Linked DNA regions of Rattus norvegicus: region 2 is linked to region 1. Evidence: chromatin contacts called from public Hi-C data. All regions are on one chromosome and are shown on one strand. The core of a region is the stretch at or near the end of the contact, and the rest is flanking DNA. Distances in the headings are between cores, read along the strand shown. Region 1 holds the start of Pafah2 (platelet-activating factor acetylhydrolase 2). Region 2 has its middle 18 kb from the start of Stmn1.

Evidence for each region. A called contact is a pair of places that touch in the nucleus more often than the background predicts.
Region 2: a contact with region 1 is called in a Hi-C map of frontal cortex, with 1.9 times the contacts expected there. The contact joins the enhancer-like site here to the promoter of Pafah2 in region 1. A contact is called at or near these places in 2 of 12 Hi-C or Micro-C datasets (frontal cortex and hepatocytes).

Annotation. Positions count from the first base shown.
Region 1 is chr5:151,894,363-151,900,697 of GRCr8, reverse strand. Pafah2 (platelet-activating factor acetylhydrolase 2) reads right to left here and starts at 3,503. Exons shown (of 10, transcript NM_177932.2): 1 at 3,400-3,503; 2 at 2,143-2,293; 3 at 1,028-1,124. The coding sequence starts at 3,489.
Region 2 is chr5:151,943,952-151,950,286 of GRCr8, reverse strand. No RefSeq gene overlaps it. Among named protein-coding and RNA genes, the nearest start is that of Stmn1, 18 kb to the left of the region's middle. Within about 2 kb of position 3,911, at least 34 of the 93 cell types and tissues checked have an H3K27ac peak or open chromatin away from gene starts, as enhancers often do.

The DNA.
Region 1 (6,335 bases), core at 2,254-4,753:
CAACTCACAGAGAGCAAGAGGCTTCCCTTGTTTTCTTACCACATATCAAGTTAGTCTATTTTGGGATTGTATTGTGTTAGAATGTTGCATCTTTAAAGACTGGCACCTGAGGTGGCTGGAGAGACCATTCAGCCGTTAAGAGAGCACTGGCTGCTCTTACAGAAGTCTGGAGTTTGATTCCCAGCATCCACTTCAGGTGCCTCGTACCTATCTGTAACTTCAGCCAGATCTGACACCTTTGGCCTCTGGGAGCACTTACACTCGTGCGCACATGCCCACACAAAGACACTCGATCTACACACGTAATTAAAAATATAAAAAGAATAAAAATAAATCTTAAAAAAAAAACAAAACCAACTGGTGTCTGGGTTGCTAAACTTAGTTTCACACACACATATTCACACACACACACACACACACACACACACACACACACACACACACAGAGTGTTAAATGGATCTTGGCTTGAGCTTAAGACAGAATTTCCAGTTTCTGAAATGGCCCTAAACATGCGCCTGCCATTTTGTGCTACGTGTTTCTGAGAGACAGAATTCTCAGCATTGATGATTATAAGAACCAAAAACTACAATCTATTGTGAAAAGATACTCTAGGTCTTACGGTATCAAACGTTCAGCTTAGAGTCGATTCTTTATACAAAAATAGCACACCCGGCTGGTTGGCATGCAAATTCCCTTTGGTTTTAATGAGTAGTAAGATGACACGCATTCCAAATCGCTGTCCTAAAATCTAGCTCATTGCGATTTCTTACCAATGAGCATCTGACCGTATTCTTATTTTATACACTTAGACAGTGGACAGTCATGTAAAAGTGTCAGGCGAAAGCGAGTCGCAAAGTGAGAAGCCTTCCGAAGCCCTGGACTCGGGAAGGAGGGCCCAATGCTCCTGCAAGGGGCACAGTGGGAGTAAGATGGCCGGCAGATAAACTGTTATTTGGCCCTTTGAGACTATGCCAGGACATGGTCACAATGCAAGAGATATGAAAGGTGCAGGGACAAAGCTCTTACCTGAAGCCCCCTAGGCCATGGGACAAGATGATCAAAGGGTATCCAGATTCCTTTGTCTTAAAGGGGCCGTTCCAGCTAACAGGCAAGCGACAGGATCCTGGCAGAGACACAGGCTGTATGTAGACTCTCTGATTGCTCTTAGCGAATCCCAGGGGCAGCCTGAGCACAGGTAGGGGTGGGCATACGTGGTCCTCCCCTCTCCAGAATCACCAGGGGGATAAAAAGACCCAAGGGGGTAACACTGAAGAAATCTGGGGCAGATCTGTGAAAAGCCAAGGCCATGGGGGAACTCCTGCGGTAGGGCCTTGAGAGCACGGCCACTGCAGGAGAGCAGGAGCTCCTGGTGGGCAGAGTGTATAGCTAGTGGGATGGGGTTCAGTGGTAAGTGGCAGAGTTCTGACCTGTTTATATGATGCCCTGGGTTTGCTCCCCAGTACTGAAAAGGGGGATCTATAGAGTGAATAAGAATGCATGCTGAGGGCTGGAGAGATGGCTTAGCAGTTAAGAGCACTGACTGCTCTTCCAGAGGTCCTGAGTTCAATTCCCAGCAACCACAGGGTGGCTCACGACCATCTGTAATGAGATCTAATACCCTCTTCTGGTGTGTCTGAAGACAGCTACAGTGTACTCATATAAATAAAAAAATTAATAAAAAAAGAAGAGTGGGGGTTGGGGATTTAGCTCAGTGGTAGAGCGCTTGCCTAGGAAGCACAAGGCCCTGGGTTCAGTCTCCAGCTCCGAAAAAAAGAACCAAAAAAAAAAAAAAAAAAAAAAGAAAAAAAAAGAAGAGTGCATGCTGGATTTAGGGACCACAGCCAGCACCGTATCCCATCTGATGTCCCAAACACTGCACGAGAGGTTCTAGGTGTACATGTACCTGGCACCATAGCACTACAAAAGCTGGCAGGGGTAAGTGATGTGCCCAAGTCCCACTGCCAGTAAATGACAGTCTGGATTTGAATCGATGACCCAGATTCTCACGCATTCCATTCTCTCCCATCTCTCCAAACTAAGGACTCAACTATGCAAGCTAAATAATTACTGTGTCTGCCTCAGTTTCTTCTCGGGACATAACCAGGCAACTGGGGAAGCAGCCAGGGCCAGGCCAGCCTTACCGATGCCCACGTTGAACAGCAGCCCCACCCAGCGCTTGTTATACTGCAGGTAGTCAGCCAGACCCACGCAGTACTCATAGCGGGGAATCCACAGGGGCTGCTCGCACGTCTCTGATGCTTCGCAGGGGTAGAAGAGTCGGAAGAGGCTCCCCTAGAGAAGAAGAAGAAGGGAGCAACTGCTTGGGACCAAGAAGCTCAAGCATTTCGGGTCAGCAGGAGTCTGGGTACCAGCCAGGCTGGACACCAGCACAGAGAAACAGAGGCTTCCTCAGATCCAGAAACAATTTTGTTGCTAGCACATCAGAAGGTTTATGTTCCTCTGACCGTCAAGCTGCATTTCCAACTACATCCTGGAATGGCACCTACTGCGGACCTAGGCTTGGCGAGGGCTCGGGTGGAGTGGGGGATTAGATCTTTGCCCTTAGGATGAACTTGGTGGCAGCGGCAGTATGCTTGGTCAGGAGAGGAAGCAGGAGGGGGGTAACCAGGAAGTGGGTGTCTCTCACAGAACAGAGGTGAGTCTAAGCACTGGGAATGAAAACTTAAGGAACTTGCTGGGTCATGGTGGTGTGGGAGAATTTGGGGTTATGGTCATTCTTGGCTACATTTCCTGAGCTACACGTGAAACCTCGAAAATGTTTAAAAAAGGAGGAAGAGGAGGAGGAGAAGGAAGAGGAGGAGGAGGAAGAGGAAGAGGAGGAGGAAAAAAAGGAGGAGGAAGAAGAGGAGGAGGAAGAAGAGGAGGAGGAAGAAGAGGAAGAGAAGGAAGAGGAGGAGGAAGAGGAGGAGGAAGAGGAAGAGGAGGAAGAAGAGGAAACAAAGAAAAAGAAAAGCCTAGATATTAGCAGGAGATCAGAAGCCAATGGGAGGCTGGAGACAAAGACCCCACCTTCCCACCGAAGCGTAGACTCAGGACAGCAGCCTGCGGCCCACTGTGCTTCCTCCCATTCCCCCACATCAGGATGGCATGGAAAAACCTCTCCAGGATCACAGGCCCGGACTCAAGAAAGGAGAAAGGGTCTGTGAGCTGCCTCTGAAGCCAGAGACGCCTCTCCTCCTTGAGCAAGAACGCAAGTCTCTCTGTCATCTGGGGAGGTTCCAATAGTCTGAATGAGGCATTTAAAAGAAATGACAGGAAGACAGGCCTAAGGACCGATGACCAAATCCAGCTCAGCTGTAACTTAGCGCCCCAGAACTTACACACTTGGACTGGTGGTGGTGAAGTCCCCACAGTAGGGCAGAGCTTGGGACACTTACCTCAAGACTGTGACCCTCCATCACATCCGTGCAGCCAATGTGGTGGGGCCCGGAGATGGGCGGGAAGCATATAGACTGACCGGCCCCCATCTCATCACCAGCTGAACCAAAGGCGGGTGCTCAGGAACTTGCTGGCTGGAAGGCAGAGCGCAGAACAGCCTCCTGCTGGTCTCTTCCTCGCTTGTTGTTTCTCTAGGTCATGTGCCAACCCTGTGTACTTCCTGACATCCTTATCACCCCAACTGACCTTCCTGCCAGCTACTCACTGAAGCGCACGCATTATTTACGTTTGCTACTTTCCGTTTACAGGCTGATCCTTCTGTTGTCTTTCTGCAGTGGTGGGAAGGAAGCTGGGAGCCTTACATATGCTAGTGACCCACTCCATTCCCAGCCCCGAGCACTGTAGTCTTCATTTCCTTCTGGTGGGGTGAGGAGACGGTGGTGATGAGCCTCAGATCCCTCAAAACCTACAAACCACAAGGGTGTGGTTCAGTTCCAGCAAACAAGAAGTCCTGGGCTTGATTCCCAGAATTGCAGAGAACAATTCTGTGGCAATAAACACCTGTAATCCCAGCACTGAGGAGGGGGTGTCCGGAGGGTTAGGAGTTCAAGGCAAGCCTGGGATGCACGGGACCCTGTCTCAGGATCAACATATACTGACACTGCACCCACCATGTATCCATCCCATAGAAACTGCTGCAGTGACCACAGCCCAGACTTTGCCCTTTCCTGGCCAATAACGCCCACTGAGATCTAGCTCATCCTCAGCTAGGACTGTACTAAGTCCTAATAGACACTGCTTCATCTAACCCTCTCAACAGCTCTCTGAGAAGGGAGGTAGTTGGACCAATTTCCCCTGCTATGGAGGTCTAGCTCATAACCCACCCTGCTTAAAGCAACATTTAGATTTCCTATTCCTTACAGCCAAAACCACTTGCATGGGTGGGGCCCCCGGGACCCCAAGGTTTGTTTGGACATTCTGATTCTTCCTCTGGGAGGATCAGTGTGCAAGTCTGAGCACGCCTGGACAAAAAGACTTTGGAAATGGTTACTGCCAACACTCCCTGCCATCACCCCTCTCCCTGCCTCGGCACAAACGTGTGCACTACTGAAGAAGTCACTGAAAGGCTCGATGAGCTGCTCAAGATCACAGCTGTTCACACACACACACACACACACACACACACACACACACACACACACACCCTTCTGCCTGCCAATCATCTGATCCACAGGAAAACCCCCAAGAGCCCCAAAGAGTCACTCTACTTCATGTTAGGAAGCAATCATTTTCTTTCTACTATTCTTTTTCCTCTTTTGTTCTTCCAGTGCAAATTTTAAGACATCCACTATAACAAAAAGGAGGAAGGGAGGAAACAGAGGAGGGGAAGAAGGGGAGGAGGGGAGGGAGGGGAGGAAGGGGAGGAAGGGGAGGAGGAGCTAAGTTCTGTTGCAGGCTGCAGACCCGCTCAGCCAGGGTGAAGGGGGAGGAGCCTTTGCCCGTTCCCCCTCGGGGCCGAGGGCTCGCACTGGGGCCGAGGGCTCGCACTGGAGAACCTAGACTGCAGCTGCGGGACTCAAGTGGATCACAAGACGGCGAAGCAGCTGCAGCTCCCGTCATAAAAGAGAGATAAAATGCCACTGGAGTTCTGAGGAAAGAGAGTCCCCGGAGCGTGGGAGCAGAGAGCAGGGGAGGACAGGAAAGAAAAGAAAGTTAGGAAAGGGTGTGTGAGACACGGGGGCAGTTGGTGTTGACTGCAGAGGGAGAAAGGGGCGCGCGCGTGCAAGCTCCCACGCATTCCCGTGGGTGGGTGAGCGGAACCATGTGCATGCGGAGGCCAACCTCTCCTGTTGGTTCTCACGTGCTTCCCACCCTTTTGTTTGAAACAGGGTCTTCCATTAGCGTTAGCGGGGAGCTAGACCACATTGGTTTTCAGGGACTTACCGGTCAGACTCCCCTCGTCTGAGATTATAGCATGCCATCAAGTCGTCTGAGATTATAGCATGCCATCAAGTCGGGCTTTTTTTTTTTTTTTTTTTTTTGGTTCTTTTTTTTCGGAGCTGGGGACCGAACCCAGGGCCTTGCACCCAGGGCCTTGCGCTTCCTAGGTAAGCGCTCTATCACTGAGCCAAATCCCCAGCCCCAAGTCGGGCTTTTTAAAAATTAATTACATTTATTTATTTAATGCATGGAAATGCGTGTGTGACAAGTGTGCTTGTGGGTGTCAGAGGGTAACCTGAGGGAGTCTCTTCTCTCCTATCTTGAGAGTCCCAGAGATCAAACTCAGTTATGTTTAGTAGCAAGTGTCTCTATCCGCTGAACCATCTTACTGGCCTGTTGCTTTTTTTTTTTTTTTTTTTTTTGTACAGGGTCTCTTTAAGTAACCCAGGCGGCTGTCCTGGAACTTGCAATGTACACCAAGCTAACCTTGGACTCAGAGATCTACCTGCCTCTCTCTCCTGAGGTGGTTTAAAAGCCATTTGTGACCACACCCAGCTATCCTTTTTTCTTTTCTTTCTTTCTTTTTTTTTTTTTTTAACGTGAGCCCTAAGGATCTGAACCTCCGGCCATGTGTTTATAATAGCAACGAAGCTGTCCCACCATGAAAGACCCAAGCCTGAGACCCAGGCGCTTTGCTACCCTAGCTTGGGCAAGTTAACCTGATCTCTCTGAGCCTAATTCTGCCTCTGCAAACGGGGATTTGTGTCAGCCTTGTGGTTGCTATGGAGATAAATGAAACCCTGCAATTAAAGCGCCTTGCATAGTACCTGGCTTGAACAAGTATCTAGATGCATTTGGTGATCTTGAGAAAAGCAGAAACAAAGGGACGGGAAAGAAAGAGGGATAGGCAAGGGTGAGACAGGGCGGGAGATTTTGTGACCAGGATTTTGGGTCAGGCGTCAGCGAAATTATTTCAAAAGAGTCGTGCAGGTGG
Region 2 (6,335 bases), core at 2,662-5,161, 49 kb before region 1:
ATCATGCCCTGAGCTTTCTGAGGTGGTTTAGAAATTGCATTTGGGGCTGGAGAGATGGCTCAGCGGTTAAGAGCACCGACTGTGCTTCCAGAGGTCCTGAGTTCAAATCCCAGCAACCACATGGTGGCTCACAACCATCTGTGATGAGATCCGATGCCCTCCTTTGGTGTGTCTGAAGACAGCAACAGTGTATACATTAAATAAATAAATTAAAAAAAAAAAGAAATTGCATTTGATTTATTCTGTGACATTAAAAAAATAAATAAACAAAAGAGTGCAGACTTTGGACCCACAGTCTCTAAGTTGAAGTCCCAGTTCTGCCTCTTGAGCAGAGCAAGCAAAACCCTCCAAATGTATCAGATGGGCACCCCAGAGAGGAACTCGACTCTGTCCATCTGACCTGTCTGTCCAGTCAGCAGAGAGGTGTCTGGTTCACCAGTCAAATCCTAAGCAGGACACAGTAGATAGACCATCAGCTCAGAGCACTGAGAACGGCCAGCCCTAACCCCAAAGCAGGGGAAGCCTCTGAGGGGAGGGAGAACCTAAAGAGACAGCAAGGAAGTCTGCAGGCAGAGGCAGGGGCACGGGGTGCTGGAAATGGTAAGCCTGGTGCAGCTTGGGGAGACTGGGAGTTTGCCCTGGGTTCAAGTGGAAGGCAGGGACACTGACCCTGAGAGCAGGGAGGGACCTAGGGCAGAAGCTCCTCCATCAGGTTTAGGGGGAAGAGTGGACTCACAGGCACTTTTAGGCCAGAGATTCTACTCAACAGCTCCTGGGTGTTTTCCTTATAAATATGCAGCTTAGCATCCCTTAAGTAATCTGTAACTGACTTGCCTTTTGAAATTTTGTTTATTTATTTATTTTCAAAGTACAGGAGTTGGAACCCAGGACCTGGCACAGGCAGAGACAGGCGCTGTTAGGACTGTGTTGCTCTCTCTCCCTTTCTCTTTTTTGAGATTACTTACGTGTTTGAATAAAATCAGAGAAAACTCAGAGATTTGTTTGATATGTCGCAAAAATGATAGTATGTAAACACCTTGGTCTGCATTCTTTTACTCCTGTTTAAGGCATTTTAAGTTCTACTTACAGCTTCCCGCATGTCTAGCTTGCTGCATCCAGCTTGATCCAGTAACCCATAGCCCGTACACACTCCAGCTTACTTACACATTCCATTGCCCGCCCTGAACTGTATCAAAGGTTTGCCACTAGGTAGACTCTAAAAAGGACAGGCTTCCTGAACGTACATATTTTACTAGGTTAAAGAGAAAAGAAGATCAGGGTGGTGGTGGCACATGCCTTTAATCCCAGCGCTCAGGAGGCAGAGGCCAGCAGATCTCTGAGTTTGAGGCCAACGTGGTCTACAGAATGCCAGGACTGCTAACACTACCCAAAGAAACCCTGTGCAAAAAAAAAAAAAGGCATGGTAGGCGTGCTATGAATATTTTATTTTCAGATTTATTAGGTGAAGACAAATTGAGTTAGTCTATTGTCTCCCCACCCCCACCCATACCTGCTCTGGTCTAGCTTTAATCTTTCCCTTCAACAGATGAAAAGACAAGATGTGGGGGCATGCGCAGTTAGGAGCACAACCCAGACTAAGCCTCAAGGTCAGTGCCGTCCCACAACGCCACCCCTACCACACAGGTGGGGCCACGTGAGGAGCACCATGCGGTGGGCATCTGCTCTCCCTGGAAAATCAAGTCCTTAGTGAAAGGAAGGGGAGGGTGGGGAGGGCATAGCTATGATGCTCCAACATGGTGATGACACCACGAGTGGAAATTTTTTTGCAAATCTGCCCCAAAAATGGCTTCGCCCTGTGTTCGTTGGAGCTGCTCCCAAGCCACCTGCAGAGCGCACAGCTGCACCCTGGCGTTGTCCTTGGCGGGTCCCGGGCGGGGCGAGGATGGGAGAGCAGTGGCGTTTCCCGGGCTGACTTCAGGGCACAGCAGCCGGGTGCTGGAGTCGGAGCAATGGACTCCAATATCCCGCGGGCACCGTCCGGAATGTGGGTGCAGGTGCGAGCCGGGCTGCAGCATCCAGCATGCAGCACCCAGTACCCAGCACGCAGCACCTAGCTCGCTTCATTTGCCCCAAACCCCTTCAGGACCTGGTCAGCCCCGGCGGAGTCCCGCCGAAGCTTTCCGGCTCTCGGGTTGGGGGACCGCGGTGTTCACCCCAGAGGCTGGTAGCTCGCTCTCTGCACCCTGCAGTGCGGCAAAGGCCAGCGCCAGCATTTGAAAGAACAAAGCCGCCGGCCCCGCCCAGTCGCCTTTTCTCAGCCTAGAAACCTCCTGTCCTCTGGTCTTTGGTTTGTCTCCGGCAGCTGCCACCTTTTGAGACCTTGCTGGGGCCCGAGCTGGTTACTGAGTCACTACCCGGGCTGCATTGTCCTAAGGCATTGCGGGCTCTTTATGAGGAGTCCCGAACCAAGGTCACACGGAAACAGTGGTAAAATTGGGATAAGGGAATTCTCCCAGAAACCGACTTTAAAATGATAGTTTTGTTTAGTGTTGTGCAGACAGGATCTCTGGTAGCCCAGGCTGGACTCAAATTTATTAGGTAGCTGAGGCTGGCCTTTAACTCCTAGATTCCCCTCCCTCTGCTTCCAAGTCCTGGGATTACAAGTGTGCATCACCACATTTTAAGATTTAAAAATTGGCCACGTATATATGTTTTTTTTAAAGATTTAAAAGCTCACCTTTGCTAATCTTTAACCAGATCCTCTTCAAAAAGACGACTGAGGACAGGTACTGTGCAAATAGCCAAGCTGTTTCCCTCTGAGTCGGGAGTGTGGCGGGGGTGGAGGGTGGGGGGTAGGGGAGTGGGGGGGGTGGGGGTGAGGGTGGAGGGGGGTGGGGGGATGGGGGTGAGGGTGGAGGGGGTGGGGGTGGCAGCTGGTGAAGAGGCAGACAGGTGTGTCCAAGCCGGCCATTTGTATGAAGTACTTCTAACCTTGTTCCTTTCCTCTAGAGATGAAATGGTCACTTGTCAGGAAAAGGCAAACGGCCAATCCCCTCTGCTCAGTTCCACTTACAGGAAGGGATTGCCCAGATGTGTGTGGAACATCTTCTGAGTGAGGATACTTATTACTGCACTAGCCCAACGCTTACCGATGGAGTGGGGGGGGGATCTTAAACATATCAATAGAATTGATTGATTTAATTAGGACACATCCATCTAAAAGAATTCTCTGCAACCTTTTTTTTTTTTTTTTTTTTTTTTTTTTTTAGAAAATCTGGCAAGTCTCAGAAACAGACCAACCAATAACGTAGTGAAAAACTGTCAAAATGTGTCTCTGATTCGCTGCCTCTCCCATAGGACAAAGGAGGACGTGCTTATAGTTTTCCCTTTAAAAAAAATCACACACAAAGCTGGGAGTGGCCGTATGTGTCTCAGTGTTTGGGAAGCCAAGGCCAGAGGATTGCAAGTCCCAGGTCAGTCTGGGTTACACAGTGTGACCTCTACAAACAAAAACATCACCTGTGAGCCTAGGTGCCTTTGGGATTCTGGTCCACGTGCACCCATTAGCAATGCAGAATTCAACTTGAAAAGTAGATTTACTGAAATCTCTGGCCTTTGGAACCAGTGCGTCTCCTTTGGGGAGTGTCGCTTAAGAAAGTCATTGGAATGAGGACAATGATTTAGGAAAAAAAAATCACTGAGATCGTGTAGTAGAAAATAATGTAGGGCAACTTAAAGCCCAACAATGGAGAAATAGGATTTAAAACCTATGGTATGTGCATACAATGTCTGTCATAATATCATAAAAGCAGTGTTTAAACAGATGCTTTAGGGATGAGGAGAAATGCTCACAAGGTTAAGAAAGGCTAGTTAGGGAACGGTGCTGTCTGCTTGGACTGCGATACCAATAACAACGTAAACAAATAGGGCTGACAGGTGGCTCAACGGTAAAGAATGGTAAAAGTGCTTGCCCCAGAAGCCCCGTTTGATCCCTGGATCCCACCGAAGGTGGAAGGAGAGAAGCAACTCCACACTACACGGCAGTCCACACACATGAGCGTGGGGGGGGATGGAGGGAGAGAAATAACAAATCTAAATAAATAACTGGGAGAAAAACATGCCCCAATTTTGTAAACAGTCTGTGACTGCTGGATAAAGAGACACAGTGATTTCTCTCTCCCTGAGTGATTTTCTTTTCTGCCCTTTTTTTTCCCCCCACAATGGACATCTTTGTCTTAGATAATTAAAAAGGACAAAGACAAAATGCTTAAAAATAAATACCCATGGTATTTAGGAAAATTAGACACACAGACACGTTACCCCAGCAATTCCACATCTAGAACCGCCCCCCACTGCCCCAGCTGCATGAGTGCCCAAAGCATTATTATTCATATTAACAAAAGACTATAAATAGCGCGTGACTCCTAACGATGATGTAAACAAATCACCAAGTGTCTGTAATGGAGAGTGTGGGTTGGCAGTTGCTGGAGAACCTAACTATGAGAAACAGCGCGGTGGGGAAAGCTTCAGGACAAAGCGATGTGATGGCTGCACACGCTAAAGGCTAAAGAAAAACCGAGTCTCTAGGCGACATGAAATTGTTAATGGCTGGAGGAGCAAGGGGACAACAAAGGCCAGTTTATCTTTAGTGTGTTTGCATCCTTTATAGAATGGAGTTCTTGGGCCAGCAGCAGGGCTCAACAGGTAAAGACGCTTGCCGCCAAGCTTGAGGGCCTCGTTTTGAACTCTGGGAGCTAGAGAGAACCAATTTCTGCAAGTTGCTCTTTGACTTCCAGACATATGCTGAATAGGGCGCGGGCGCGCGCGCGCGCACACACACACACATTTTTTAAATTAAAGCATGCTCTAATATCATTTGTGTAATTTATAAATAATAGTAATATGGGGGGGCAGTGAAAGGGCAGTGGGGTCTGAAGTGATGGCTCCGTCTCTCGTTGCCTTTGTGTTCCTTGGCGCAGGCTTTTTTCTTACATAACGCCCCTGTCTGCGCTACCTTTCTGATTAAAGCCGCTGCCCGCTGCACAGGAAGTCTGGGAGCTGCTCTGCTTTTCTGTCCTCTCTTGCTCCTCCACGAGCCGGCTCCGTTCTCTTACATAAGGACCCTGCTCACATGCACAGCACAGAAGCCCAAAGCCCCAGATGACACCAGACCCGCATTTCCTTTCACAGAATAAGATGAAAGCTAGGTGCTGGCCGCTGCTCTGGAAAGAGGACCAACGACTTGGATCCAGGCCCCACCCCTCCCTCCTGGGGTTTCCTGAGATAACCTGTAGGGGAGCTGGGGAACATGGCCCAGCAAGGTCCCGGCCTGAAGGATGCCAGCCAGGCTGCAAACTAATGATATCAGTGTAGCATCAAACGAGGGGACAATAAGCCCTGTCACTTGCCATTTGCCTCTGGGCTCAGCTTCTGCTAGCTCCCTACCCAGACAAAGGCTTTCACAGACTCTCTGGCCAGCCAGGTTTTCCAGAGAGAAAGTGACAGAAAGCCAGGCCAAATTGGCCTCTAGTGGCTAATACACATCTAAGGACATGGTCCCTTCCTGCAGGTGACCAAGAAAACCTCCCAGGGCTCCAGGCTTCAGCGCTACAGGGTCTTGTTTGCTCCCAAAGCTGAACGGAAGGCTACTGTTATATAAATGGGCGTTGACTTAGAGGCAAGAAATTGGGGTTTGTCCTGTCTCTTGTTTTGTGACTTTGTGGAGAACTGAAAGCCTGAGAGATGGGGACAGTCAGCGGTCTCCAGGAAGAAAGGAGGGTATGCACCCCCTCCCCCACCACGGGTGTCTCCCGATCCTAGATGTAGAAGCTGCAGGTTCTTCCTCCCTAGCAGCTGCTGCCTGTCGGTTTCCATGGCAACCAGGCCAAAAGACCAATTTGCCGGGGTTCAGGCTCTGAATCTTACCTTGGAACTGGGTTTTCAACCTGTCTTTCTAGAAGCCAGGCCCATAGCCACTCCCTGGAGACTGTCAGCATCCTCCCTACCAATGTGTCGGGACTGCCCACTCAGTGCCAGCCAGAAAGACATTCCCTGTATCTCTCCTCAGCGTGCCTCCTCAGCAAAGACAAAGAACGAGGCCTTCTACCCATTGATGATTTGTCTCCCTGGATGCTCTGGGTTACTGAGTTGGGGTCTGTAAGGATTTATGGCTTAGGGAACAGGTCACATGCCAGGAGGTCACTCAATGCCCCTCCCCCTTCCGGTTCCTCTGGCTCCTCTGTGCTCTTATTGGCCTATGGCTGGATCCAGAGTCCTGCTGTGTGGCCTGTCTGACTTTAGGAAGAGAAGACAGAAAACAAAAGAAAACAAAAACCCAGGAGACTGATTGTCACCTGCCCCGGATGTCGTTGTTA